Linked DNA regions of Mus musculus: regions 1, 2, 3, 4, 5 and 7 are each linked to region 6. A link is a contact called in public HiChIP or PLAC-seq and promoter capture Hi-C data. All regions are on one chromosome and are shown on one strand. Each heading gives the region's core, a stretch centred on a gene start, on an enhancer-like site or on the middle of the called end of the contact. The rest is flanking DNA. Distances are from core to core; before and after follow the strand shown. Region 1 has its middle 19 kb from the start of Mrps30. Region 2 has its middle 67 kb from the start of Mrps30. Region 3 has its middle 270 kb from the start of Fgf10. Region 4 has its middle 230 kb from the start of Nnt. Region 5 holds the start of Mrps30 (mitochondrial ribosomal protein S30). Region 6 holds the start of Fgf10 (fibroblast growth factor 10). Region 7 has its middle 270 kb from the start of Nnt.

The links. Promoter capture Hi-C pulls out the DNA fragments that hold promoters and counts their contacts. HiChIP or PLAC-seq counts read pairs in DNA pulled down with a chosen protein or histone mark.
Region 1: a promoter capture Hi-C map of 3T3-L1-derived adipocytes shows a contact between it and region 6, with 7 times the contacts expected there. The contact joins the enhancer-like site here to the promoter of Fgf10 in region 6. A contact is called at or near these places in 14 of 39 promoter capture datasets (the 3T3-L1 cell line, 3T3-L1-derived adipocytes, the HPC-7 cell line and 10 more), 2 of 15 datasets of contacts at CTCF or cohesin (both in the NIH/3T3 cell line), 18 of 484 Hi-C or Micro-C datasets (the 3T3-L1 cell line, 3T3-L1-derived adipocytes, the G1E-ER4 cell line and 10 more), 7 of 115 datasets of contacts at active chromatin or transcription factors (the NIH/3T3 cell line, craniofacial prominence, embryonic limb bud and 4 more) and 4 of 9 other capture datasets (adipose tissue, embryonic stem cells, embryonic tail and 1 more).
Region 2: a contact with region 6 is called in a promoter capture Hi-C map of the 3T3-L1 cell line, with 7 times the contacts expected there. The contact joins the enhancer-like site here to the promoter of Fgf10 in region 6. A contact is called at or near these places in 4 of 39 promoter capture datasets (the 3T3-L1 cell line, 3T3-L1-derived adipocytes, the HPC-7 cell line and 1 more), 3 of 115 datasets of contacts at active chromatin or transcription factors (craniofacial prominence, neural tube and stem cell-derived neural progenitor cells) and 1 of 9 other capture datasets (embryonic tail).
Region 3: a contact with region 6 is called in a promoter capture Hi-C map of the 3T3-L1 cell line, with 4 times the contacts expected there. The contact joins the enhancer-like site here to the promoter of Fgf10 in region 6. A contact is called at or near these places in 8 of 39 promoter capture datasets (the 3T3-L1 cell line, 3T3-L1-derived adipocytes, cranial neural crest and 4 more) and 1 of 9 other capture datasets (liver).
Region 4: a promoter capture Hi-C map of the 3T3-L1 cell line shows a contact between it and region 6, with 7 times the contacts expected there. The contact joins the enhancer-like site here to the promoter of Fgf10 in region 6. A contact is called at or near these places in 13 of 39 promoter capture datasets (the 3T3-L1 cell line, 3T3-L1-derived adipocytes, the C10 cell line and 7 more) and 1 of 9 other capture datasets (adipose tissue).
Region 5: a contact with region 6 is called in an H3K4me3 HiChIP or PLAC-seq map of embryonic stem cells, with 14 read pairs. The contact joins the promoter of Mrps30 here to the promoter of Fgf10 in region 6. A contact is called at or near these places in 3 of 39 promoter capture datasets (cranial neural crest, frontonasal cranial neural crest and maxillary cranial neural crest), 1 of 484 Hi-C or Micro-C datasets (embryonic stem cells), 4 of 115 datasets of contacts at active chromatin or transcription factors (the NIH/3T3 cell line, embryonic stem cells and stem cell-derived neural progenitor cells) and 2 of 9 other capture datasets (adipose tissue and embryonic stem cells).
Region 7: a contact with region 6 is called in a promoter capture Hi-C map of cancer-associated fibroblasts, with 14 times the contacts expected there. The contact joins the enhancer-like site here to the promoter of Fgf10 in region 6. A contact is called at or near these places in 8 of 39 promoter capture datasets (the 3T3-L1 cell line, cancer-associated fibroblasts, frontonasal cranial neural crest and 4 more), 1 of 484 Hi-C or Micro-C datasets (embryonic fibroblasts), 2 of 115 datasets of contacts at active chromatin or transcription factors (the NIH/3T3 cell line and embryonic fibroblasts) and 1 of 9 other capture datasets (embryonic trunk).

Annotation. Positions count from the first base shown.
Region 1 is chr13:118,404,788-118,408,487 of GRCm38.p6, forward strand. No RefSeq gene overlaps it. Among named protein-coding and RNA genes, the nearest start is that of Mrps30, 19 kb to the left of the region's middle. Within about 2 kb of position 2,349, at least 5 of the 459 cell types and tissues checked have an H3K27ac peak or open chromatin away from gene starts, as enhancers often do. A contact at or near this core is called in 3T3-L1-derived adipocytes, where this site is marked.
Region 2 is chr13:118,452,030-118,455,752 of GRCm38.p6, forward strand. No RefSeq gene overlaps it. Among named protein-coding and RNA genes, the nearest start is that of Mrps30, 67 kb to the left of the region's middle. Within about 2 kb of position 2,077, at least 5 of the 459 cell types and tissues checked have an H3K27ac peak or open chromatin away from gene starts, as enhancers often do. A contact at or near this core is called in 3T3-L1-derived adipocytes, where this site is marked.
Region 3 is chr13:118,979,680-118,983,285 of GRCm38.p6, forward strand. No RefSeq gene overlaps it. Among named protein-coding and RNA genes, the nearest start is that of Fgf10, 270 kb to the left of the region's middle. Within about 2 kb of position 1,737, at least 9 of the 459 cell types and tissues checked have an H3K27ac peak or open chromatin away from gene starts, as enhancers often do.
Region 4 is chr13:119,176,300-119,180,328 of GRCm38.p6, forward strand. No RefSeq gene overlaps it. Among named protein-coding and RNA genes, the nearest start is that of Nnt, 230 kb to the right of the region's middle. Within about 2 kb of position 1,647, at least 39 of the 459 cell types and tissues checked have an H3K27ac peak or open chromatin away from gene starts, as enhancers often do.
Region 5 is chr13:118,385,883-118,389,778 of GRCm38.p6, forward strand. Mrps30 (mitochondrial ribosomal protein S30) reads right to left here and starts at 1,370. Exons shown (of 5, transcript NM_021556.3): 1 at 770-1,370. The coding sequence starts at 1,352.
Region 6 is chr13:118,713,418-118,717,024 of GRCm38.p6, forward strand. Fgf10 (fibroblast growth factor 10) reads left to right here and starts at 1,282. Exons shown (of 3, transcript NM_008002.4): 1 at 1,282-2,294. The coding sequence starts at 1,967. RefSeq lists cis regulatory regions at 1-519, 1,080-1,090 and a promoter at 1,313-1,966.
Region 7 is chr13:119,141,777-119,145,731 of GRCm38.p6, forward strand. No RefSeq gene overlaps it. Among named protein-coding and RNA genes, the nearest start is that of Nnt, 270 kb to the right of the region's middle. Within about 2 kb of position 2,180, at least 31 of the 459 cell types and tissues checked have an H3K27ac peak or open chromatin away from gene starts, as enhancers often do. A contact at or near this core is called in the NIH/3T3 cell line, cancer-associated fibroblasts and embryonic fibroblasts, where this site is marked.

The sequences.
Region 1 (3,700 bases), core at 1,099-3,598, 310 kb before region 6:
GTGGTTGCTTCTCACTTTCATTGTCATATCCGGTGAGGACACACAGGGTAAACTCCTTTCTTGCTCCAATGTGATCATCCTTTAAATTTGGCAAAAATTCTCACCACCTAAGCATCTTCTTTGCTTCTGCTAACCCAGACATTTTTGAGCATTTTTCTCATTAATGCTACTTTTATACAACCCCATGACTTATCACACTCTTCTGATATTGTTAAAGGCTGAATAGTTCTGTTCTATGCTGTACAGAGACACTAGGGCCAAGGCAATTCTTACAAAAGAAAACATGTAATTAGGTGTTTGCTTACAGTTTTAGAGGATTATTTCCTGATGATCATGACTGGAAGTAGGCAGATATAGTGCTGGAAATTATCTGAAATATATACAGATATATTGATCTGAAATATATCTGAAAAGCTTTACAACCTGATCCAAAGTCAATAGGCAGAGGCAGCAGAGGAAGAGGCGGCAGGGTGGAGAAACTGGTCCTCACATGGGCTTTTAATACCTGCAAGCCCATTCCAAGTGACACACCTCCGAGTTCTTCCTGAACAGTTCCACTAACCATGGATCAAGCATTTGAACATGTGAGCCTATGGAGGCTATTCCTATTCAAACCACCACACTGAGCATTATGTTTGTTTAAACTCACCCAGACTTTACTCAGCAATTTTACCATTAGTGCCACTTTTAATGTTTGGCTATGGTTTTGTCACCTGAGTTTAGTCTAGAAAAAATATGAGATGGTAGAGATGTGAAATATCGTTTGCTTTCTTCTCTTATTGCTTTACTCATATACTTATCTATCTATCTATCTATCTATCTATCTATCTATCTATCTATCTATCTATCTATTTATTTGATCTACTATCTATGGTTTAGACAAAGTCTCACTTAGTAAGCCAGGGATGCTTTGAACTAGTGGCAATTGTTTTGCCTCATCCTTGTGAGTGTTGGGAAATCAGTCATTCACCACTACACACAGGCCTCATTGCCCTTCTAAACTTTGCATTTGATTTTCAGTCTTTTTGGAAAGAAAATTGTTGAAAAAATTAATCAACTACATCTTATTTTCCTTACTAGCTTATAAAATGTCCACATTAAAATGTTGGTTTCCATATTTGGATCTTTAGATGAGCATCATCCAGGGGGACTCATTGTCTTTCTCAATTATCCCATTTCCATCCCAGGGGTCATTGAAGTAGCTAGCTCAGCAAAAAAGCCCAGATGAGAGTTATTTATTACTTGATGTCATTAAACTAATGAATCATGGGCTTTCTTTCCATGCCCAAGATCCACAGTTATCAGTCTTTACACACACACACACACACACACACACACACACACACACACACACACACACACACACATGCACACACACACACAGTCACACATGCTCACACACACGCACATAGACAAACATCTGGATTGAGCCCAGGCAATTTTTCTTCCCAGTATAACATGACTGTGGGTGAATGGTCATTTCCTTTAAATGAACAATCTAGCTATTTGTCCTTTTTTCTTATCTCTATGAAAATCATAGTACTTCAATATGTCGTAATTACTACATAAATATGTTGTTATAAATTATGTACATTACTGTGTTGCCAGAAAAGTAAGTTGAGCAATGTTCACTTGCAATCCTTGTGACGTGCACCAATTTTAAATTAGGAAACTTTAGGCAATTTATAACTTATTTGAGAAGTTGGCTAAATAAATTCCACATTTGTGAGCATGTTGTCAGATTATATATACACATTTTTTCAGTAGAGCCCTGTTTCTTGATATCTGCTTGATCCATAGGATTTTTCAGCTTTTCTTTTTAGCTTAGTCTTTTAAAATATTGATTTCCTTACTAGAAGCCCAACAAATATATTTTATTTTGGTAATTTGCTCCTTGAGGATAGTTTCTTAAGGTACACAATGCCTTGGGCCTCTTAATTTATGGTCTGACATAATACATTTCTCTCTTTAAGAGGCATCTTGAAGTATTCGATCTTACTAACCCTTAAAGCACACTTGTAAGGAACAAGCACAAACTTGGTAGTTTTCTTGAGTTTAATATCATTGATAATGCTTTTTATCCAAAGGACAGATTATTCTTAATTTTTTTATGATCCACAGTTTTAAACAGCAACTACTGTAAACTCCTACTCGGCTGATCTCTTTCCCAAGAGGAGAGTTAAGGTCAGTGATGATACATGTTCCGGAACATGTTCAGGAAGGAGTGAGAGCTCCACTAGGAGCAGTCCCCTTCACTTGTCTTTTCTCATCCTGGAGATGTGGGGAGAACTATTCACCAGTGTGGTTGCTGGCTCTAGATCTGCATAGCTTCTCTCTGGACCTCAGCACAAGCTGGGCGTTGGGACAAGATCTCTGAGGGGGCTGGTGGATGCTTGCCGCTCAGCAGTGTGCTCAGGGACCATGAATGTTCCAGAGAAACATCGCAAAGGTTTTGGCCCCATTAACTAAGAGGTTCTAAACTCTCAATCTGTTTTGTTGACTCAAATGAAGCAAGGTTGCCTCTAAAGGAAGGCCACTGAACACTAGTGGATTTATAAGCAATGTGTATGATGGAGGCACGTTTGTTTCTAAACTTGATCAGCGAATAGCTCAAGTCTCATGCTAACTTGAATTGATGATACAGATTGAATTCTACTTCTTCTTCTTCTTCTTCTTCTTCTTCTTCTTCTTCTTCTTCTTCTTCTTCTTCTTCTACTCCTCTTCCTCCTCCTCCTCCCCCTTCTCCTCCTCTTCTCCCTCCTCCAACTATTATCTACACACACACACACACACACAGTCATTTTCAAGAATGCCAGCTAATCGAATGGTATATTGACTTCCATTTCAGATGCTTTTATCACTATTTTTCCTTGTAATTTTCACAACAGGATAAGAAAAAAAATATAAAAAGCCATACATGATTTAATACAACCCTAGTGCCAGGCATGGAAAATACCCCCTATAAATTGTTGCTTAGGGGAGTCAATGAATCCCTGAAAACAATAAATGCTATTACCATTGTCCTTGGCTACACCCCAGAAATTGCAGGTAAGATCCTATTGCTAAACACACCGTACAGTTTTGATACAGGTCTTGAAGAGAAGGAGTTGGAGCTAACATGGACGTCCCCTTCCTGAGAACTGGCCCTCATAACAACTCCAAAGGTGATTGGCTAGCTGCCTGAGGATAAAACCACTCAATACTTTATAGCTGTAAAGTTTGTGGACCACAACAATGACCAGTTTGCCAACGTATCTCCACTAGTGCAACAGTGGCACTATTTGGGGGTAAGTAATCACTATCTAATTGGACTTAAAGTCTGGTCAATATGAAAGAAGTCATGCAGGTTGCTGTGAATCTAGCCAAATGCCTGTCGCTGATGTCATAGACCTTGGAGGAGAACTGACTACTGTCGCTTTCCTTAACCCATATAACTTCTAATTCCATTTCAAAAACAGATATCCACAGATAAACATAGCACTCACTGATAAATAAAGGGTCATTGCTTTGAAACAGATAGTGACCTGCTTATTTCGGAAGCCAATAATTACCCAAAATGCAGAGAATTACAGACAATATGATAACTGATACCTGTACAAAACAACCTGTACACTTAACACTCAGGGTTCATCATGAGTGTGGGCAGATAGATTTTAAGAGTCAATGGATGGGGAAATCTGCTGTGAGATACCAGCTTCTA
Region 2 (3,723 bases), core at 827-3,326, 260 kb before region 6:
TGGAAGGTTTGCTGACATCACAAGCCATCAGAGCAGAGAATGGGAATGAGGTACCCACTTGATTGTGCTTCCTCCTACTGATTTCATGCAATGACCTTGCAGTCATTAAGTATAGGCCAACTTGCACTCTCAGACCTCAGGCAACCCCCTTTTAAAAGTGATCATTTACTCCCCAACATTTCTACTAAAATTTGATACTCAAAGATCACTTAATGGAGGGAACCAATTTATCCCTGTCCCTTGGGTGGTCCCTAAGGGCAGTTTTTATTTTTTTTATTTATTTTTTTCATTTCTGTTTCAATACATTTACAAAATGCTTCCAGGCTCTGTGAACTTGGTTATATAAGAAGGTTATGGCAACAAAGACTGTTTTCTTTGGAAAATTTTAAGAAAGTGCTGACCTTCCTTAAGTATATAGCAATCTGAAAAGCCTAAAAGCCCAGATGCTTAACACTGTGAGAACCAGCGCCAAATTCTAGAACCAGAGGCATGAGTTAAAGCATAGCATGTAATGAACCAAGAAAAGAAGGAACAGATCTTTCCTTCTCTTGTTTTATGTCCTGTAGTATAATTCAAAGCAAAAATTTATTCACTGATTCTAAGGTATTTTCAGGAGACAAAGGCCTGGGAATGGTCCTTTAGTTTCACACATGAGCAAAGGAAAAAAAAAATGGAACCAAGCCAGGGTGACTTTGGAGATTCGATGAGGAACAAGAGCTCATTAGATGTCTTAGATGTCAGGAAGATCCCAGATGCTTCTGTGCTAGCTACCAAGCATCAGTGCCGAATGACTAATTATCTGATTCAAGTAAGACAAGACATGCCTCTGATAGGAAATAGTAGGCATTGCCTCAGATCTATTACTCTTAGAGTCAGGACATACACATGAGATAACAATTGTTTATCAAATAAGGTGTTTTCTAAGCAAGAACGTCCGGATAAGGGATGCTGTTCACTGAAAGTGGGTAGAGAATACGGAGGCAGAGGCCATCTGTGCTAGCCAGCACCCACAGAGGTAATTACAGACAGCAGCCATCTCTACCCAGGGGAACCAGGGAGAAGACTTAAGATTCACTTATCTCCAGACCCACAGGAATATTGCATTTTTTATTTATTCCCTCTTATGCGTCTGTTTTGATGATGCATAGAATACAATAAGCCTTTTGCTTGGCTCCTTGAGCATCACTGCACATTTAGAGAAACAAATAACCCAAATAATGAAGCAAGGAATAGTCTTTAACTACAAAACCAGTGTTTGTGGTATACTGATTTCCCTGTACCCAGATTTTACTGAAAATTTTATACACATACTTATTGCATAAAAATCAGACTAGGACTATATCAAATAATGAACTGTTATACATACAATCATTTTCATGTTAGTGAGTCTTTATTTTAATTTCTACTCTATATTTCAATATGTTACATTTTATCAGGATAGTGTGAACTATCTCAGCTAATGCACAGTGAATTTCACATGTGGAATGCTTGTGGGGGTATATTTTTAAAAAGTAATTGCAGACACAAAGGTGCCCTGTGGGCTCTGGGTATATTCATACCATATAATCATAAAGAACAATAGAAAGAAAAAATGAATTGTTCTTTTCTCTTGCTTCAGTTTCCTATTGAGTAAAAATTTCTTCATACTGAAGAACCACGAAGCAAACACTGATAAGTGAGTATTACGGTTTTAGTGATTCTGTTGGTAATTATCTACCCTTTAAGAGAGGTCAAGTTCTCAAGGAGCTTAGGGAATTGCAAAATAGATTGCTAAATATCTTTTAGCCTAGAAAACTTGTGGGAGAGATAATAGAGGACTGGAAATAAATACCAGGATTATTGACGAAAAGTGAGAGTGGACGTTCAGCTTTAATTTTTAAAATCTAGAAATTAAGTAACTTGGCTTTGACACAAGGCTTGGTATTAGCAAGCTCATCATTAGGTTTTCTGCCTTATGCACACATGCACAAATGCACACACACTTATATGCATATCGTTCTTAGTAGTGACTTGAAATCTACTGTAGCTCCCCTCCAATTGGAGTGAGTGATCAGTTCTCCCACTTGTCAGTCATGTAGCTCACGGAAAGAGTAACACAGCTGGCAGATCCAGGACAGTACTCCAGAGCTTCTGCTTGGCTGGGGCCTAGATGCCAGATTAAGTGCAAGGATAAATTCTATCAAGAATACATTGTAGTCCAACTATAGGGTTGCAGACTCCTTCAGCTCCTTGGGTGTTTTCTCTAGCTTCTCCATTGGGGGCACTGTGTTCCATTCAATAGATGACTGTGAGCATCCACTTCTGTATTTGCCAGGCACTGGCATAGCTTCATACGAGACAGCTATAACAGGGTCCCTTCAGCAAAATCTTTCTGGCATATGCAATAGTGTTTGGGTTTGGTGGATGATTATGGGATGGATCCCCAGGTGGGGTAGTCTCTGGATAGTCCATCCTTTCGTCGTAGCTCCAAACTTTGTCTCTGTAACTCCTTTCATGAGTATTTTGTTCCCTATTCTAAGGAGGAATGAAGTATCCACCCATTGGTCTTCCGTCTTCTTGATTTTCTTGTGTTTTGCAAATTGTATCTTGGGTATTCTATGTTTCTGGGCTAATATCCACTTATCAGTGAGTGCATATCTAATGACTTCTTTTGTGATTGGGTTACCTCACCAAGGATGATATCCTCCAGATACATCCATTTGTTCAAGAATTTCATAAATCCATTGTTTTTAATAACTGAGTAGTACTCCATTGTGTAGATGTACCACATTTTCTGTATCCATTCTTCTGTTGAGGGACATCTGGGTTCTTTCCAGCTTCTGGCTAAGACTGCTATGAACATAGTGGAGCATGTGTTCTTATTACCAGTTCGAACTTCTTCTGGGTATATGCTCGTATCTGTAGCTGCATATGTAGCAGAAGATAGCCTAGTCAGCCATCACTGGGAAGAGAGGCCCCTTGGTATTGCAAACTTTATATGCCCCAGTACAAAGGAATGTCAGGACCAAGAAGTGGGAGTGGGTGGGTAGGGGAGCAGGGCGGAGGGAAGGTATAGGGTACTTTCAGGATAGCATTTGAAATGTATATAAAGAAAATATCTAATAAAATAAATAAAAAAGAATACATTGTAGTCAAGTAGTCATTGAGGGGGGGGATATGATCTTAATCTAGAAATGGGCAGTATAGGACTACAAAAATATGCTTACCACCTTTCAATTCTACCATTAAAGCAATATATTTGGGGTAATTCTTCCCTGTTAGGCATTCCTCTAAATTTTGGAGATTTAACATGATCTAAAGAAATACCAGGTTTTGGTTTTTGTTTTGTTTTTGTTGTTGTGTTGTTGTTTCTTTTGTTTGTTTGTTTGTTTTGTTTTTTTGGATATGGAACTGCTTAGATCGTTAATCTGATCCTGATTTAACTTTGGTACCTGGTATCTGTCTAGAAAATTGTCCATTTCATCCAGGTTTTCCAGTTTTGTTGAGTATAGCCTTTTGCAGTAGAATCTGATGATGTTTTGGGTTTCCTCAGGTTCTGTTGTTATGTCCCCTTTTCATTTCTGATTTTGTTAATGAGGATACTGTCTCTGGTCCCTCTAGTTAGTTTGGATAAAGGTTTATCTACCTTGTGGATTTTCTCAAAAAAACCAGCTCCTGGTTTTGTTGATTCTTTGTAGAGTTTTTTTTTTCCACTTGGTTGATTTCAGTCCTGAGTTTGATTAT
Region 3 (3,606 bases), core at 487-2,986, 270 kb after region 6:
TGTACTTTGCTTGGTGACATCACTGCCATAAATGTCACACATAAATCCCATGTGTCTTTCCTCACTTTTCCCTCTACAACCGTCAGATATCTTCACTGTGGCACATTAGTGTAAAATGCTTATGTTAGACTTTATGCTATCGTAAAAAAATCACATCTCCCTGTTTGCCTAACCTCTGCCCTCTCTTTCTCCTGAAAACTTGGTCCAGCTGCTTCCTGGAGTTTCTCAAAAGGACTTTCTCATGGTGCCCACAGACTCTAAAAAACCTAGCACCAGTGCTCCTGGATGAAGACTGAGCTCAAAATTGCATTCTTCCGTGTCTTCCTCCATAAACAATGATGAAGATTCACAGGCAGTTTGAATATTGTCATGTCTATTATCTGGATATTGAAAACTGCAACTGGAAGTAATTGTGTCTCTAGTAACATCTGTTGGAAAGAGAAGAGGTCCTGGGTTCTTCATTTCCTTGTGCCCCTAAGGCTATGGTTTTCAACCTTCCGAATGCTGCTACTCTTTAATACAGCTCCTCAGGTTGAGGTGACCCCAACCATAAAACTATTTCATTGCTACTTCATAGTAGTAATTTTGCTACTGTTATGAGTAGTAATGCAAATATCTGATATGCAGAACAGCTGATACATAACCTCTGTGAAAGGGTCATTCACTCCCCAAGGGGTTGTGACCCACAGGTTGAGACCTCTATAGGAATCTGATCAGCACCTTCAACAGGAAAGCTATGCATCAGTTAACATACATGCAATCATGGACACTCTGTCCTTTTTAACCAGAAAAGCTACCTCAAGTGAAACATTTCCAAACATGCTATCCATTCCATATGAATATTTTGTATGGCTGTTACTTTGTTTAAGAGGTCCATGAGCATTAATATCTTTACAATTCTCTCAAGAGTGTACGATTTTAGGACTGAAAAAAAAAACGTAAGAAAGTTAGAGAAGCTAAATATTTTCAGTGCTTCCGTAGCGGTGAAAGAGCGGTGCTGTTAACTGAAACACAGCTATTTCCATAGTAGACAATCTTGGCACAGTTACCTCATGTTACAGCACAAATGGGCATTTTAATTTCATAGAAATGTGTTCAGAGAAGCGTGCCATTTAAATGGACTGAGATGGGTTTCACGTTTCACTTAATTAATTTGTGGTGTGTGTGTGTGTGTGTGTGTGTGTGTGTGTGTGTGTGTGTGTGTGTGTACAATCTTGCATGGAGAGGGTACAGGTGCACATATGACCACATGCGTATGAAAACCAGAAGTCAGCCTCAGGTGTTGTTCAAGCTAGGTTTTCAACTCTAGAAATAAGACTCCCACAAATGTAGACAAAACTAAAATCCAATTCTTTCCCTCACAACCATGCTGTCTTTTAAATGGAAAAGGGGTCATGGAAAACACTCAGGAAAGATCTGTTGAGTGATAGAAAGAATTACGAAACTAACTTGATTTACTGTCATTACATATCTGTAGGAATTTTGATGTGGCCAAGTTGATGCCATGAGAACTCTACACTTTCCAGGCTACTCTGCCGGCCTAGTTGTTGCTTCTGTGCCATGGTCATTAGGTCCTGTTAAAAGTCCTCAGAAACGTGGCATCTAAAGTGCTAATTCAAAGACTTCGGTAGCGTGGCTACGTGTAATTATAAATAGCTGAGCATGTTAGGTGCCAGCTAGCATCAGCCACGCCCAGTGGAAACAGATTGCTATTGTGTATGGTCTTTGCTCAACCGCATGGAAATGCTCCTTTAACAGAGCTCTCTAAGCAGTTTTAAGAGACTCAGCTCCACTCTCCCAGACTACAGGGAAGAAAGCCATGTTCTTTGAGTAAAAGAACCTTCTCACATGTTGTTTACTCTCCGTTTACTCTCCGGTCTCCCCATAAGCCACACTGGGGTATCCCTTTGTCACCCACAGGAACACAGTGCTCACACGTGGCCCTTCCCTGCTTGTTTGCATTTGCCTTGTAAGACCCAATTTTCTCTAACTGCATCAAGCCATGCACTATAAATCACATTTGCATCCCATTTAAAGCATAAACCACAAGAGACACTGAAGAACAAAAGGAACCTCCAGCCCAGCTTTGGAGACAAAACTCCCACACATTGATAATTGGAAGCACATAAATCAGTAAGCAGGCAAGTTCTCAAACTGCTGCCTCCCCTTAAGTCACTGGTCTCTCATCCACTTTCAATTCTGACAGTAAATCCCATCAGAAAAGTGGAAATGGTAACACTACAATTCTGCATAACAGCAGAAACGAAAACAAGGTTGTAGGTTACCTAACCAACTTCACTTCACCTTGTATGAGCACTTGTTAAGAGGTCAACTCCCATGGTTAGAATCCAAACTTGGAGTTTGTTTTAAAACATCAGCTGGTTACTAATAGGCTAAGGTGCATCCTTGGGTAAATAAGGCTCAGTTTAGAAGGCCAAAGTATTTTCAGAACTATAAAAAGTAATTTTGCCCCCAGCTTATATAAACAGTTCCTGTGAAGAGTGTTTGATTTTCTGTGTGTGTTTCATTATCCACCCAAGTTCCATAGTTCAAACCAGCTCAAATGCCTTTACAATACAGTCCCTAAGCTTAATTACCATTTAAGGTGTAAATCCAATGGAAAGTAGAAAGCCTTTCATTGTGACACAGAGCAGCTGATTCTGATTTGCTGCTGGACATAATTCTATGTGCTCTGCACACAGAGGTATTCTACAGCCAATAGGCTATTTATCTCCCTTTTACGAAAACCAGTAAGAAGGCAGTCCCCAGTCACAGTTTTTTCCCACTTCTAAAGAACCATCAGGATATTAACACCAGTCAACTTTAATGTCTGACTTGTCAGAAATGGTTTAAACGGATAATTATTTCCTACAAGAGGTTGAATGTGTGTCTGGCTTGTACTTGTCTGGCAGCAAAAGTAGGATTTTAATTAGATTATCAGAGGGCTATTTGTTAAATTTTGGAATGCTGATAAAATTTTAAAAGCCTCTCTAATCTGGAGATAATTACCTTCAATCATTAAACTTGTTCTTGATTTAAAAATCTGAAAATGAGCCTGTTAAGCCTTCAGCAAAATAGTAAACCTAATAAAAATGAAAATAACACTGCCAAGCTACCAACAAACTTGAGCGGCTACTAGTCCTAGAATCCGCGCAACTGGTGGGAATTAAACTAATGTTCAGAGGAACCCAATGCATCTTGAATGAATTCTGGCCTTGGATAAGCTTTGGGACCTGCTTCGGGAAAACCAAAAGGAAGATTTACACTTCGATAAATCTTTGAAAAGTGCCCAGAAAGCAAAACTTCCTTATGTTTCAAGGTGACAAAGGTGGCCAAGGATAATGTTGATTTAACTCCCTGACTGACATTCTAGAGATATGAGAAGCAAGCTGGTTAAAAGAAAATAACTGGGGGCCAAATGTTACACATGTGCAGCCCTGATAACCTTCGCATGGGACCCGGAGGGTGATGGGCATTCTACTCGTGCACTTTCGCCCACTCTCCCATCTTGAATTGCAGGTACTCAGGTGTATCCCTAAGGACCATTTGGATTTAACCCCATGTTTCACATGCAAAAGAGGGCCATACTGAACTCTGTTACATGGC
Region 4 (4,029 bases), core at 397-2,896, 460 kb after region 6:
TCTAAGTGCACCTAGTCTCCTCTATGGTTTGTCCAAATTACTCTTGCTAAAATACTTTGAAATTCTATTACTGTCTAATGGGACATTTCCTTACATTAGTCTTTTCTTTATTATCTTTATCTATCTCTATTACTTTCCGTGTATTTTCTTTTACCACATCTGTCAAACTGTAGTTCATTCATCTTTCAAAACTTTCTTCCTACAACCTTTCTCACCAGGAATCTTTGTTTACAAAATAAATCTTCCATACTAAAGAGCACCTTGCATATATACCTAAATGGTTTTCACTTACATATTACATTGTGAACTTCCTAAGATAAAAAATAATAATAATAACATGTACCTTTTTTTCTTACTATCTAATCCACCATGTGATGTGGATTTGCATGGAACTTTTTCAAGCATTGCATGATAAAAAAGAATACTACTTTCAAAGTGCAGTCTCAGAAAGAGATGTTGGTAGACAGGGCATTGTTGTCAGAGGTGGACTACATCACAAACTAATCCCCTTGGCTCCTACTCTCAACCTCCCTGGGCATCGGCCGAGGATCCTCACCTGGCTGTTCTAAAAAAACACAGGAAAGAGAAAATGAGAGATCAGGACAGATGGACACAGCCTTGGGCTAGGATTTGCTAGTCAGTAAACAGCTCTGACCTTAACTTGGTATCATATTCATATTCTCTCTCCCTCTCTCCCTCTCTCCCTCTCTCCCTCTCTCCCTCTCTCCCTCTCTCCCTCTCTCCCTCTCTCCCTCTCTCCCTCTCTCCTTCCCTCCCTCTCTCCCTCTCTCCCCCTCTCCCAGAGATTCTAATTCCCACAGGGTCTTCAGGTTGAATCACACGCCCCCACACATTTCTTATCATTTGAGTCCTTCCTGAAGAAATGCCCTCTCAAGGGAGACATTAAGAGGAAAAAATAAAGTCTTTCAGCCACCAAAGACATCCACTGGGTTACTAGCATCCAGTCGACTGCCAAACTCCTACTTTCTTGAGTATACCTGGATTCTCCCCTCTGCATTCTGATAGTCGCTCTCACTTGGGGCTAAACAAGGTTTGCCTTAAAATGCTTCTGAAAGCATCCAAAATATGAAATGTATCTTCTGTATAAAATACAGCAAGAAAGAAAAAATAATTCCCTTCCAAAAAAAAAAGACTAATCTTGTATTTAAAGCTAGTACCTAATAATAAAATTACAGTAATAATGTTTCACGGTTTTGTCCTCAGCAAAAGTACTACTGTGTGACTATTGAAACACTTTATATCATCAAATTGTGACAGTTTATCAGCTCCCACAAATGTTCTCCAGAGGTCATTTTCAAATCCCACGAAACCAGAAAGTGTGGAATAACCAAGGGTTTCTCCTGTAGAACTGCATTTGCCTTTGCCTGGGCCAACAGTCAAGGACTATTACTAAAATGTATGAGAGGGCAAGGCACCACATCAGATTTTATTCCTTCCCTGGGCCTTGTGCTGTATCTCACCAGCATCCACAACCAGCAGACTCTTCACCCCTCGGGAGCCCTGACTTAGCTAACTACCCTCTGCAGCAGCCAGCAGATGCCAAAAAGGGGAAGATCTGTCCCTCACAGCAGCTCCACCCTGCTCCCCGGCAGATTCCAGAGTTGTTCCTGGCTGTGGTTTTCAGACTTATCTAGTGATGTGTCACATGTTTGGGCTGTTATGTGATCCATCCTGGCTGCCTTGTGCTCCTAAAAGCTTTTTCCATTTGATGACTTTTATACATTCCAAACAGTTGTGAATGAGGTGCCTTATGACTCGCCAGTGCCAACATAGTAAAGGTCTGTGTGAGTAGAGAAACGGAACTCCTTCTCCAGAGCCCTTCCTTGACAACCAGTTGCTTCCCTGGGCACCACACGCAACTTCCAACCGCAAAAATCCCATCTTAACAACTCCCCCTACGCTTCCTTCAAGACCTGTTTTTTCCTCACTTAAATAATACTCACTTAAAGATTCTGTAATTACCAAATGCCACCTTGCCTCTTTCTTTGACCTCTCCAAGGCATGTGACATGGTCGTTCTTCCTGCCCTTGAAACTCATTTCTGGGGTTCTCCAGACTACTTAACCATCCCTTCCTCCCCTTCTCCCCGCATCTCTGCTCCTCTACTTCCCCTCCTCCCTTCTTCCCCTCCTCCCCTTTGCTACTTTTTCCCTTTTCTCCTCCCATTCTCCCCTCCCCTGGCTGCAGTTCCGGCTTGTGTTCATCCGGTATCCTGTAAACACTGGGATAACCTGAATCTATATCCAAGCTCCTTTCCTCTCTTTCCTCTCCTGCCTGCTACCCTCCAGTTATCACCCTGTCACTCCCTCCTAACTCAGCAAATGTTCAGGTCTCCTGAAACCCTTACATGAACTAGGGGCAGCACACTCTTCATATTGTCTGTGTCGTGTCGGCTTGACTCATGACTCTAAGTCTGATCTAAATACCTGATATTCTTGATGTTCGGTCATCTTTTAAAAACAGGATCTTTTGTTTTGTCCTGGTTATAGGGCAGATTCCCTTGGTGAAAACATTGACTCATAATGAAAAATATCCAGCAACCCTTAGGCTCTCGTGCTGGAGAGATCAGACGGTGTGTTTTGGCCACTCAAATAAATGAAGACCTCACATTAGAACAGAGAGGATGCCAACCAGGTCGGGTCCCCCTGACATTGATATCACCCCAGCAAAGACCCCAGATATCATCAAGCAACAGAAAAATGCCTTTAATGGGTGGTTTATTAATTATATGACAACATCTATGAGGATTTTTTTAAGTTGTTAAAAGATGGGGGTGGGGGTAGGGATGAGGGAGTAGGCAATAGTAAATAAACATATTACCTTCCCAAGCTTCAAACATAAGATCATTACCTTTCTTTTTCCCATGTTTTCATTCAACAAATGATTTCATTATGGGCCTACTATGTGCCAGACACTGTACCAAGAACTGGTGACACAGATGATTATAAGTCTAAGAGAGAAGCTGTGCAAAGAAAACAAATCAGAACACAATAAGATGGCATTTCCCAACTTTGTTTCAGGGAATTCTGCAGGCAGATGTTTCTCAAAGGAGATGTTTCACAGTCAATTAATCCTGGAAACATTGGGTAAAAACAAGAGGTTTTTTTTTTTTTTCCTGCATTCTGTCTAAAGACTTTAAATAGTCAAATATGTGTAATAAATGTGTAAGAAAAGTCAAAACTACCCAAAATTATTGACTGCAAAACAGGTTTACTGGTTGGTTGGATGGTTGTTCCTTTGTGCTTTTGTTTTGAAGAGAAACCCCAGGAAATGCAGTTCTGCAAGCAAGCCCAGCATCTTTGATCATTAGATGTGTATAAATCATGCTCAGGGAGGCAAGAAGGGTGCCTAAGACTTCAGTAATTAAAGACTCCCTCGTAGGAAACATTGTATTGATGAAGAGTAACTAAGACCTGCCCCTCTGTCAGTGGAAGTGGGGAAAAAGGCCCACCTATCTGCAGAAAGTGTTGGACTCCACCAGGGTTGGAGAGACTGATGCTAGCATTTCAGGTTCAGGTCAGAAGTTGTTTACTGAGGAGCAAATCCTAGCCTAGGGCTCTCTGCAGGCTCTAGTCTCTTCTCTTTTTCCTGTGTTTCCTAAGAGGGGTCAGGTGAGGGGCTACAGGCATAACCGAGGTTTTCTTATTTCCTTCTTTCTATGTTTACGGTGGTAGATGGTTCCTTAATTTTAAAATCTGCTCACATTTGCAATTCTAAAGCAAAAGATTAATTTGATCCAACTAAAACTTTTATCAATCTAAAATAATTCCATGATTCAGGTCATCCAGGTGCCACATGTAAGATATAAGTCCTTCCCTTAATAACTCTGTATACTTAACATAAGGTCAGGGATTCTGAGATCATTTTAAATTATACACCCTCACTCTACATGAAGAATTTACATTGAAGTGCAATATTTTGTGCTAAAAAATTCATACAAAGGTAGTTTTTAAATGATAGGACATATTTTAATAAAACAAAGGCAGTAATGAGGTGCCATGGATATTTA
Region 5 (3,896 bases), core at 120-2,619, 330 kb before region 6:
GAATTAATTCAATAATTACTAAGACACCTTCTGGGTTATAGACATAAACGGATTACAAACACATTATCAGCTGGGGTGTAACTCAAAGACAGAGAGTATTCTAGTCCCTGAGTTCAACCTTCTGTACTACCACCCCATCAAAACCAAACAAAAACATACATTCTTTTTCACGTCCACACTGAACGAAAATTTCTGTTTACTGGGACCAAATCTTGACCCCTCAACCTACCAGATGTTGGGCCTGAAGGCAGCAACACTTACCGTGTGTCTTTTTCACTCTTCATTTATAAAATGAATCCATGATATGTACTCTGTTATTATGAGGATTAAGTAGGTGGCATTTAGAACATTTGGGAAAGGGATCGACACACAGTAGTAAATGCTAAGAAAATGTTAGTAACGCTGATAATATCTTATTTACCTTTCGACATTCTAGGGCCAAACAGTATTACAGTAATTCTCATCTTGATATTAAGGCAAAGTAAGAGAGGTTGATGTTTTACCCATGGTCACCCAGCTTTCGTGTGAAGCAGTCAAAAGACAACCGTCTCTTAGAAACTTTTGGCTGCTCAGACACAAAACCTGATCAAAGCATGGAAACGTGATGAGCTTCGGGTGAGACTAAACTTTAACAAGTAGTCCTTAGGAGGGCAGGCCGCCTGAAACTTGGTCCGTAAGTCCTAACTCAGTGAGTGCTACTGAACCTGCAGGAAAGCTTGGCCGACGGCGTCCCCACTTCCCCCGTTCAGGGTGGGAGTTCCAAGCTCACCGAGAGCGGCAGTGCTCAGGACAGGGTTGAGTGGAGCGAGCAGGTTCACGAGCGTCCTCACTACCTGGTCCAGGATGGAGGAGGCGAGGGCCTGGCGACGATCGAAGAGGGAGCGGGGCCGGCGGCGCCGCACGTAGACCTGCTCCTGCAAGATGCAGTCGCACACGGCGGCGCGCAGGGCGGCGAGGTCGAGCGAGGGCGGCGGCGGCGACAGCGCCGGGGCGGGCGGCAGGCCCGAGACAAACACGGTCTTGGTGAAGCTCTGGTACCAGCGGTCGGCGTTCAAGGCGGAGATCTGCGGATGCACCACGTACTTCTTGAACTGCATCTTGGTGAGAATCCGTATCTTCTCGTCCACCGAGGGGGCCGCGTGCACCGTCGCCTGCCAGCGCTGCACCCGCCGCTGCCGCGCCGCTTTGCTGTCGGCGGTCATGGAAGCCACGATCGGCGGGTACCGCGCGACGGGCGTCGCCACGACCTCCAGGTCTCTCACCTCCGGGGCCGTAGCGGACGCCTTAGCAGCGGCATTCTGGGACAATCCCCGGCCGCGGGGCACCAGCTTCCAATACCTGGCCGCCGCCATTTTCGCCCGCCGCGACCCGGAACTTGAGGTCAACTGGCAGGAATTGTTCCTCTTCGCTTGCCGTAGGGACCAATCGCTTCTTGGAGGCGGGTGCTCTGAGTGTCTGTGGTGCGTTGTGTCATCCAGTTTGCAACCAATCAGTATGCTCCTTGAAGTTTGTTGTATTCTTTTTGAGTATTTGTCTGCGATAAAAATTCGCTTACCCCAGATATTTTCCCACCGGTTATGCTCTGAAGAATGAAACAATTAAAGTCCTTGCTCGTAGGATGTTTTAGGAACTCGCACTTTTTTTCACACGCAAACATTCAGAAATATCCTCCAGCCGGGCGGTGGTGGCGCACGCCTTTAATCCCAGCATTTGGGAGGCAGAGGCAGGTGTATTTCTGAGTTCGAGACCAGGCTGGTCTACAGAGTGAGTTCCAGGACAGCCAGGGCTATACAGAGAAACCCTGTCTCCAAAACAAAACAAAACAAACAAACAAACAAAGAAATATCTTCCAAAGAGAAACTTAAAATCCATACAGTTCTGACGTCATTTGTGTACCTCATATAGTCTGTTACCCTCCATCACCTTTAGAACTAGAATTTTATGAAATACAACATGTCTTTACTTATTCTTGCTAATTATAAAAATTATATCAGCATCACTTACCTGTGAACGCGACTAAACTTTAGGAAAACTATTTCATACATTCTTCAGTGCTAATGAGGTAATATAATTTATTTTGAAACGGGGAAATGTGTTTTTAGTTGAATATACAAGACGTCGGGGAATACATGAAATAAATCATACTAAGCAATTTGTTTGAATTTTGCTGTGTATTAAACTCTTTACTAGTTTGAAATGAACTGATTCTTTACAATAAACTTAATAAAGAAGCTATTACTTTATTTTTCAGCCTAATATGATTCAAATCTTTTCAGTTGCATGCAAGGAAGCAGACATAAAGCCAAAAGCTACCCACTGTCTTAGGGGCAGAGGTGGTACTAGGTCCCAGGTTGTCTGCTACTCAAGCTGTTTCATTTAATGGATATTTATGAGTGCGCCCTATGTGTTACGGTGCTAAATGTCTTCTTACTTAGTGAGCCAAAGAGACCTTGCATTCTTTTTGTTTTGTTTTGTTTTGTTTGTTTTTCGAGACAGGGTTTCTCTGTATAGCCCTGGCTATCCTGGAATTCACTCTGTAGACCAGGCTGGCCTCGAACTCAGAAATACACCTGCCTCTGCCTCCCAAGGGCTGGGATTAAAGGCGTGCACCACCACGCCCGGCTGAGACCTTGCATTCTTAACAGGAAGGAAAATCGTAATCATAATACATAACTTTATGATTTATTATAAACTCATAGGTGCCATGGAAAAAATAAAGTGGGTAAAGAAAAATATCAGTGTGCTCTAGTGTGTGGGTAGATGTTTGCCATGTAAAAAGCCTGACCAGAGGACTATTTTTTTGTAAAGATATCATTTGAGAAATGAGTCATGAAAATACTGGAGAGGGAGGTTCCAGAAGGAGAAACACATGCAGAGATTCTGAAATGGGAGCATAACCTGAAGATACAAGTGGAATGGCCACGTGAATGAAAAAAAAATATAGATAATGGGTATAACAGAAACCCAAAACCTTAGTAGGCACCCAGACATTAGCAGAACTGATTTCATAATAGAAGGTGAATTCAGGCCCTAAAACTCAACACATAGACAAGAGCACTCGCCAAAATGGAAACAAAGATCTAATCCATTCAAATCCATAGTTCTGGGGAAAGTCTCTAAATTTATTAACCTTGCTTTTTTGGCTTCAGTTCCATTTCTGACTGTTTTTGTTAACTGATATATGTCAACTCAGGACACGTTTTTTTTGTTTTTTGTTTGTTTTTAATTTTATTATTATTATTTTTTTGTAGTTAAAAGCTCACCCTGGGATCCCTTGGTGTAGTTGTTGATCAGCTAATAATAAAGACTTTCTATTGGCTTAAATCTATGTGTGAGAAGCCTTCTCCAGTGACTATCACACAACAATGAGGAAGTAGTAGGAATTTATAAGAGAAAGGAGACAAGTCAAACTTAGAGGTGTCCAGGCATAATTGCTGGTATTGTCGTGATTCTGGCTACAACTCAGAGTGGCTAGAAAGCTGTTGAACTTAGATACCATAACTTAATTTAGATTTAATATTTTCTGTGTATTAATGAGCTTAGACTGTTTGATGAGATTCTTCTGGAGAATGGAAGTCCAAAATGAGAGTTTCATTATGGTCAGAATCTTGTGAGGGCTTCTTGACTTATAAACAGCTTCATATAGTGTTAAAAAAAAATTGGCTCTCTGTATTTTCTTGTATAAACACTAATCCTTTTATTACAGGTCTCTATTCTTTTCCTTTTAACTACATTTTACTTCTACAAGTTCAGTCACATGGAAACTTGGGCTTTGACATGGGGCTTTATGGGGAAGATGTAATTTCATCACTCACAACCATCACACACACACACACACACACATATTATGGAAGGTCAAATAAACTATTAAGTTGTTCAGTGATCTATAAACTTCA
Region 6 (3,607 bases), core at 32-2,531:
ACTTCTGTCTGTGTCTGGGTTGAAAGTTTGTTTCTGAGAGCAGGGGTAGAGTTGGGGGTTGGTGTGCACAAGAGTGTTTGTGAAAGGTCGGTAGGTAGTGAAGCTGCGTTGTAAAGTAGAGCCCTTTAAACATTAAGTTTGAAGATGGGCGGGGACCTCCTCTTTATGGTAAAATGCAAAGGAAATTGCATAGAGGAAAAAAAACAGGCAGCAGGGGATTTGGTCAAACTCTGTGATAAAATCTGCGATCGCAGGAAAGTGCGTAGGCTTTGAAGTCCATGCGTGATTCTGTAAAGGACTCGTGTTACCAATTAGAAATCAGTAACCTGGGTCCCTGATTTCATTTGCGCCAAGAGAGAGGCTATGTTTAAGGGTGACGATAAATCTCCCTGAGCTTAAAAAGACAGAGAGGGCCAAAGTGTGAACTTTTTACTTCAGCAACGGAAGCGAGAAATCAATGATTCATTAAAACCCGAGACCTCCTTGGAAGCTGGCAGGAGAGGAGGAAACGAAGCTAGCTCATTATGTCTCCCTTCTCGATTTTAGCTTCTATCAGTTTATAATCTGTTCTTGGAGAGAGTTTGCCCAGAGCATCCTCTTCTGCCTTCTCCCCAGCCCTCTTCCCTGCTTCTGGGATCTGGAAGGCAGAAACACATCCACACACAAAAGCCAAGCTCCAAACTCTATTTTCGCGGCCAAAAGGAAAAAAAGAAAAGAAAGAAAAAAGAAAGAAAAGGAAGGAAGGAAGGAAGGAAGGAAGGAAGGAAGGAAGGAAGGAAGGAAGGAAGGAAGGAAGGAAGGAAGGAAGGAAGGAAGGAAAGAAGAAAACTACAGTGGAAAACAAGTGAGCAAGGGGCTCCCTGTAGGGGAGGGGAGTGGTTCCCGCCGGAGGGCAGCAAAATTCGGAAAGCACGCGGACAACTCGCGCTGGTGGCCAGCGCTGCGAGCACAGGACGCCGGAGCCGCAATTAGCAGGAGCTGCAGGCTGCGGGGCGGCTGCGCCCACGGAGGCGGCGAGGAAGGGACCCGCAGCCCCCAGCTCAGAGCAAAGGCATCGCGCACTCCTCTCGCCCAAGATCCCCCCGCCCCCTCCCCGGTCCCTTCCCCCCTCCCTTTTCTCTGGCGTTCCCAGCAGCTTAGGGTTTCAGATGTCCCACCGCCGTTTGACCCCCTCCCCCCCTTCTCCACCCCTGCAAATGAGGTTTGACCAGCAGAGGCAGAGCCCACCTCTGGCTGAAAAGCACTGACATTTAGACTCCAGGCTTCAACCTGTTTACAAGCGGCTTTCCAAGGGACTTGGAGGTGGAGAGAAGGGCCCAACAAAACGCCAGCCGCCAGCCGCCCCCCAAACAAGAAGTGGCTTTCGGAAGACTTCACATCAACAGGCACCACCAAAAAGAGAAAGGAAGGAGAAGACAACAGCGCCTGGGCAGCTGCCTCCAGTTCTGACAACTCCAAAGAGACACTTTTTAAGTGGCCAGCAGGCTGGGACTCTGCAGAGAAGGACCAGAAGGTGCCAACCGCAGAGGGGCGCAGATGTCTTCCTGCACCCCCACCCCACCCACTTTGGGTTTTGTTCACCGTCCTGTCATCTGTTTTTCAGACCTCTTTTGCATCTAACATGGTGAAGAAAGGAGTGAAGAAGAGAACAAAGTAACCCCCGGGGGGAGCGAAGAGCTCTGGTGACCGACACCACCAGTTCCTACTGCCGCGGCCACCCACGTCCACTGTTCACCCTGAGACTGGAGAGACGCAGGCAGCGGATCCGAGGACGGAGCGAGGACAGGCAGCCGGTCCTTCCTAGAAGTTATGGATGTTGGTGCACTCGCTTCTGGCCAGATCCGTACCCAGAGGGAGCTATCCAGAAGCCACCACCTCCAGCTGTCTCTCTGCCTCGCAGCAGGTCTTACCCTTCCAGTATGTTCCTTCTGATGAGACAATTTCCAGTGCCGAGAGTTTCAGTACAATGTGGAAATGGATACTGACACATTGTGCCTCAGCCTTTCCCCACCTGCCGGGCTGCTGTTGCTGCTTCTTGTTGCTCTTTTTGGTGTCTTCGTTCCCTGTCACCTGCCAAGCTCTTGGTCAGGACATGGTGTCACAGGAGGCCACCAACTGCTCTTCTTCCTCCTCGTCCTTCTCCTCTCCTTCCAGTGCGGGAAGGCATGTGCGGAGCTACAATCACCTCCAAGGAGATGTCCGCTGGAGAAGGCTGTTCTCCTTCACCAAGTACTTTCTCACGATTGAGAAGAACGGCAAGGTCAGCGGGACCAAGAATGAAGACTGTCCGTACAGTAAGTAACAAATGCGTGCTCCTCTCCTTCCAATTATCCACCCCCACCCCACGCGGGGAGGGGGGGGGAGACAGAATCTGTTCCAGATGTGGCCAGCTAAATATTTATGTCCCCAACCCCTGTAAAATGATGAAGTGGAATACTTTCACACTAAATCAGCCCCCTCCCGAGTATACATTGTGCGCAGCATTTCCTCCACCATGCAAGCCTCCTCCACATCCCTTGCAACCCTGATTCCCTGATCTCTCTAGTCTGTCACTCACAGGATCACTCCTGGTGCTGTTCAGTTGCTGCTGCTAGGAGATGCCCCATTCTGTCTCCAATACCTTCCCCCATCTCACCCAGAGGTCTCCTTTCCCTCCCTTCTGGAAATGGCTCAAGTAAACACATTTTGTTTCTTTTCGCTGGCAATCTTAAGAGTTTTTGGGACAGACTCCTCAAGCTGAAAATAATTATCCCGTGTCAATTATGGGAGCTTTATGGGAACTTTAAGGAAGAAAAGTCACTTCCAGTCCCCAGCAAAAGCCCCACCATTTCTAGATAGAGGCCAAAGAGTTTATTTTCCCTGGTTTTGACTTTTTTTTTCACCCCCTCCTTTTGGGTCCTTCATTTCGGTTTGAGTGATTGCAGTCCATGAAGTTGGTCTTTCGGGCAGCACCGCTGCTATTTGTCTCCTGCCTGCCTTCTCTTGGTAACATGACGCTCATGTCTGCATTGTCAATAGCATATGCGCTGCTTTGTGGTGTCTTGTTGTACTGTTTCTTCTGAAACCTCTCATATTGCAGAGGCATAGTACTACAGCATTGTAAACATCTGGGACTGGATTCACGCAGACCTCACACAAATTTCATTGTCATCCTTTTATTTTCAAAGTAAAAGCCCACGTCTGTTTCCAAGGCTGTATCCCATAGGGCGAGGCTGGTCTCCCCAGCACACATTCTGCAGGGGATCTTTGGATCTCTTTCTCTCCTTTTTTCCTTTCTCTCTGGTCTTTCTTTTCGTTCTGTCTTGTGGGGGTGGGGGTGGGGAGCTGGGGGGCTGAAAGGGGAGGAAGAATGGGGAGAGAAGGGGTGGGTACCATGTCTCTTCTTGAATCAAGCCAGCCAAGCCAGATTATTCTGCTGGCTTCCTTTCCTGGTTACTTTCAAGTGCTGTGACTTATTCATCCTCCACTGATTGTTATTTGAAAGGATCCCAAGGCTATGTAATGGCACACTGAAGACAGTAGACAATGACATTTAAACATCTTTAATGACCGCTTGGCTTTATCTCTTTGGTAAATTCCAGGTCACCTTTCAAGGGGAACTTTTTGT
Region 7 (3,955 bases), core at 930-3,429, 430 kb after region 6:
TGTTCCACCTTTGGATTGCAGATCCCTTTAGCTCCTTGGGTACTTTCTCTAGCTCCTCCATTGGGGGCCCTGTGGTCCATCCAATAGCTGACTGTGAGCATCCACTTCTGTGTTTGCTAGGCCCCAGTAGAGTCTCACAAAAGACAGCTCTATCTGGGTCCTTTCAGCAAAATCTTGCTAGTGTATGCAATGGTGTCAGCGTTTGGAAGCTGATTATGGGATGGATCCCCGGATATGGCAGTCTCTAGGTGGTCCATCCTTTCGTCACAGCTCCAAACTTTGTCTCTGTAGCTCCTTCCATGGGTGTTTTGTTCCCAAATCTATGAAGGGGCAAAGTGTCCACACTTTGGTCTTTGTTCTTCTTGAGTTTCATGTGTTTAACAAATTGTATCTTATATCTTGGGTATCCTAAGTTTCTGGGCTAATATCCACTTATCAGTGAGTACATATTGTGTGAGTTCCTTTGTGATTGTGTTACCTCACTCAGGATGATGCCCTCCAGGTCCATCCATTTCCCTAGGAATTTCATAAATTCATTCTTTTTAATAGCTGAGTAGTACTCCATTGTGTAAATATACCACATTTTCTGTATCCATTCCTCTGTTGAGGGGCATCTGGGTTCTTTCCAGCTTCTGGCTATTATAAAAAAGGCTGCTATGAACATAGTGGAGCATGTGTCCTTCTTACTGGTTGGAACATCTTCTGGATAAATATATGCCCAGGAGAGGTATTGCGGGATCCTCCAGTAGTACTATGTCCACTTTTCTGAGGAACCGCCAGACTAAATCACTGTCTACATAGCAGTAGATAATAATAATAATAATAATAATAATAATAATAATAATAATAATACCCTTGACCTCATAAAACTTTCCAGTCAATAAGCAAATATCCATATCAAATAACAATTTAAGTCTATTAGGTTGGGTTAAGTACATCTCAAATACAATATTAAGTTGGGTAGTCAGGAAAACAACTTTAAGATAATGGCCTCAGAACTAACAGATGAATGAAAAAAAACATACAAAAGAATAGGGAGAGAGACCCTCGGTGTGAGGGGTGACACTTAGAAAAGTTTCAAGATGGGAAGACCTAGCCAGTTTAAGAAAACGAAACCCAGTGTGACTCATGTTGTAAGGAGAGGGCAAGGGCAAGCTATAGGACAGCAGAGTCCTAAAAGAGTTAACCCCATGCTTGGTTGACCTCATAATGGCCAATAATGAGAGGTGTCATGGAACACAAGTATATAAGCAGATGAATGCCATGGTCTGATTTATACTACCAAGGAAAGTCTGTCTGAAAAATATTATTAACATAATTAATGTTAAGTATTTCTTGGGTACAAAAACAGAATTGCAATAAATGAAATCCCAGGCTTGGGTTTCTAGAGTAGCTTTCTCCCGTAGATTTTTCTTTTAAAAGAATCATCATCTGTTTATTTTCCTAACATAAAATGTCATTATTCATTTTATAGTTAAGGTCTGAAACACAGTACAGTTCATTTGCTTTCTATTCCTGACGTGTAATAACGATCATCCCTGTAGAAATACATCCAACTTGCAACTTTGTGGCTGCTGTGTAATTAAACAAGCATCTCATCTTACTAATTTCACTGAACACCTTCCCTCATCCTTCCCTTCAGATGGAAGAATTCCTCTGAGTGCTTCTGGAAGACAAAATGCTGCTTGCCAAACTACAAGCAGACAGGCAGTCTTGCCCTAATTGATGAATGGCATTAGTGTTACGAGTCACTAAGCTCAGAGCTGCTTTAGTCACTTGAGGCATTCAGTCATTTCCTAACAATGCAATGTAGGGAATGAGTGTCTTACTGCTTTTAGGAAACAGAACTCATAAATAAAAATAAGATGGTATTCAGGGTGCTTTGCTGACCTCACAGGACAGACAAGTCAAATAAACACCATCATGCACTTTTTCAGTCCAAAGATCTGAAGCTTAAAAGAAGGCAATCTTGAAAGCCAACGCATTAACCTTTGCCTCTCCATTATCTTATGCTCGACTTTGATAGAAACTCCTGAACAGCTACATCTCCTTAAACCTGGTAATCTCAAGAATAGCTTGGAGGACTTGGCTTGTCATAGGAGATGTTAGTGTGGGTTGGTAGATTTAGTGGAAACCTAAAAGATCATAGACATGTTTGCAGGACGATGAATGTTTTCCCTTACTCTCTCAGCAGGACTTCGTTGGCCACAGCCTTTCAATAACACTTTTTCCCCACAAATTGACTCACTCATCACCCAAAAGACATGTTTTTGAAGAAATCGACTAATTTGAGTGTTTTCCTAAAATTGTTAAGGGCAAGAAAATCTTTTTTTTTTTAATTCTTTTATTAGATGTTTTCTTCATTTACATTTCAAATGTTATCCCCTTTCCTAGTTTCTTCTCTGAAAACCCCCTATACTCTCCCTACTCTCCCTTCTCCCCAACCCACCCACTACCACTTCCTGGCCCTGGCATTCCCCTATACTGGGGCCTAGAATCTTCTCAAGACCAAGGGCAAGAAAGTCTTAAAGAATGAGTCCTTGTGCTGTTGAAGTGACTCTTGATGGCAACTGTCACTGAAACAATTCTGTCTCCTGATACACTGAAGGGACAACCACAGCTTTCTGTGTAAATTACCATCTGTGGTTGGCTTCCTTAACCTAAGGACAACCTATCCATGGACATCTTTTTTTTTTTTTTTTTTTTACTTAATGAATTTTACTCTAGCATCTATTCAGTTTTGTGTGTTTTGTTTCTTACTTGCTTTTCAGTCTTGGTGTTTGTTTGGACTGTTTGGTGTTTTAGAACAGGATCTTACTACACAACCCATGCCAGCTTTGAAGTTATAATCAACCTATCTCTGTTCCTGAGTGTTTATGCTTACAGGTATGTGCCATCTGTGATGTGAGGAGATCCTGGCTGATACTGTAATTGACCTCTTGTCAGAAAGTTAAAAATGCTAAAGTCCAGCCTCTTAGGCTGTTTGTGAAACATTTATTTGTTGTTCCTCACTGCCCCTGCTGTTACACTGTGTACACTAAGTCTGAGAATCCAGAAACATTGGGAGCATAGCTCATATCAAGCATTGTAATGTTTCCTTGCCATGTTGAAACTTGAACCCAGGGTCTCATACATGCAAGTCAAATTTCCATCACTGACATATATCTTATGGTCCTAAAAAGTCTTTACATGTCAGGAGCTCTTCTATGAACTGTAGAAGACATTACTTTTCCCCACAAAAAAATATCATTCTATTAGGCAACTATACCTTCTCAAAGCTATGCAATTCCATGAATTCTTTTCATGCTTGTTTCTCCCACATTAAACCAGCTAAGAAGGAAATTACAGAACACAGGCCCTGCCATAATTACAGAGATGACAAATGCTGGTATTGGGTGAGCACACGGGAGAAATTTAGATACACATGGTAAGGAAGCAAAAAGGCATAGATTTGGTTGAAACCAGATAATCAAGAACATTGAATACCATGACAACTAAGTTATTTGAGTAAACTGTGATAAGAAATAGTGCACTTACATGAAATAGGCAGTAGACATGTCAAATTTGATCAAGGAATTAAAGAATAATGAGATGAGAAAAGTCTCAATACATAGTAAATAAATAGCTCTTAAAATGAGACTGAAATAGTGGCACAAAGAGGAAAATATAAATCCAAAAGGCAAGAGAATCTGACAAACAAAGGGTGAGACCACATTAGTTCTAGCAGTAACAGTGAAGAAAAGACAACAGTGGGTAAACTGTTGTGTTTTATGTAATTGCAAACTCCTATGGCTCTGTTTTGAGATCAAGATGTATTCATTTCTCTCCTAAACCATATTCCTACTTAGATAAAAATCAACCAAAAGATCTATTTGGTCACATTTTAGGAAAGTTTCTGAACTACATCTGTTTTCATAAAATTGCATGGTGGTCACCATTCTGTTAGTAAGAATGT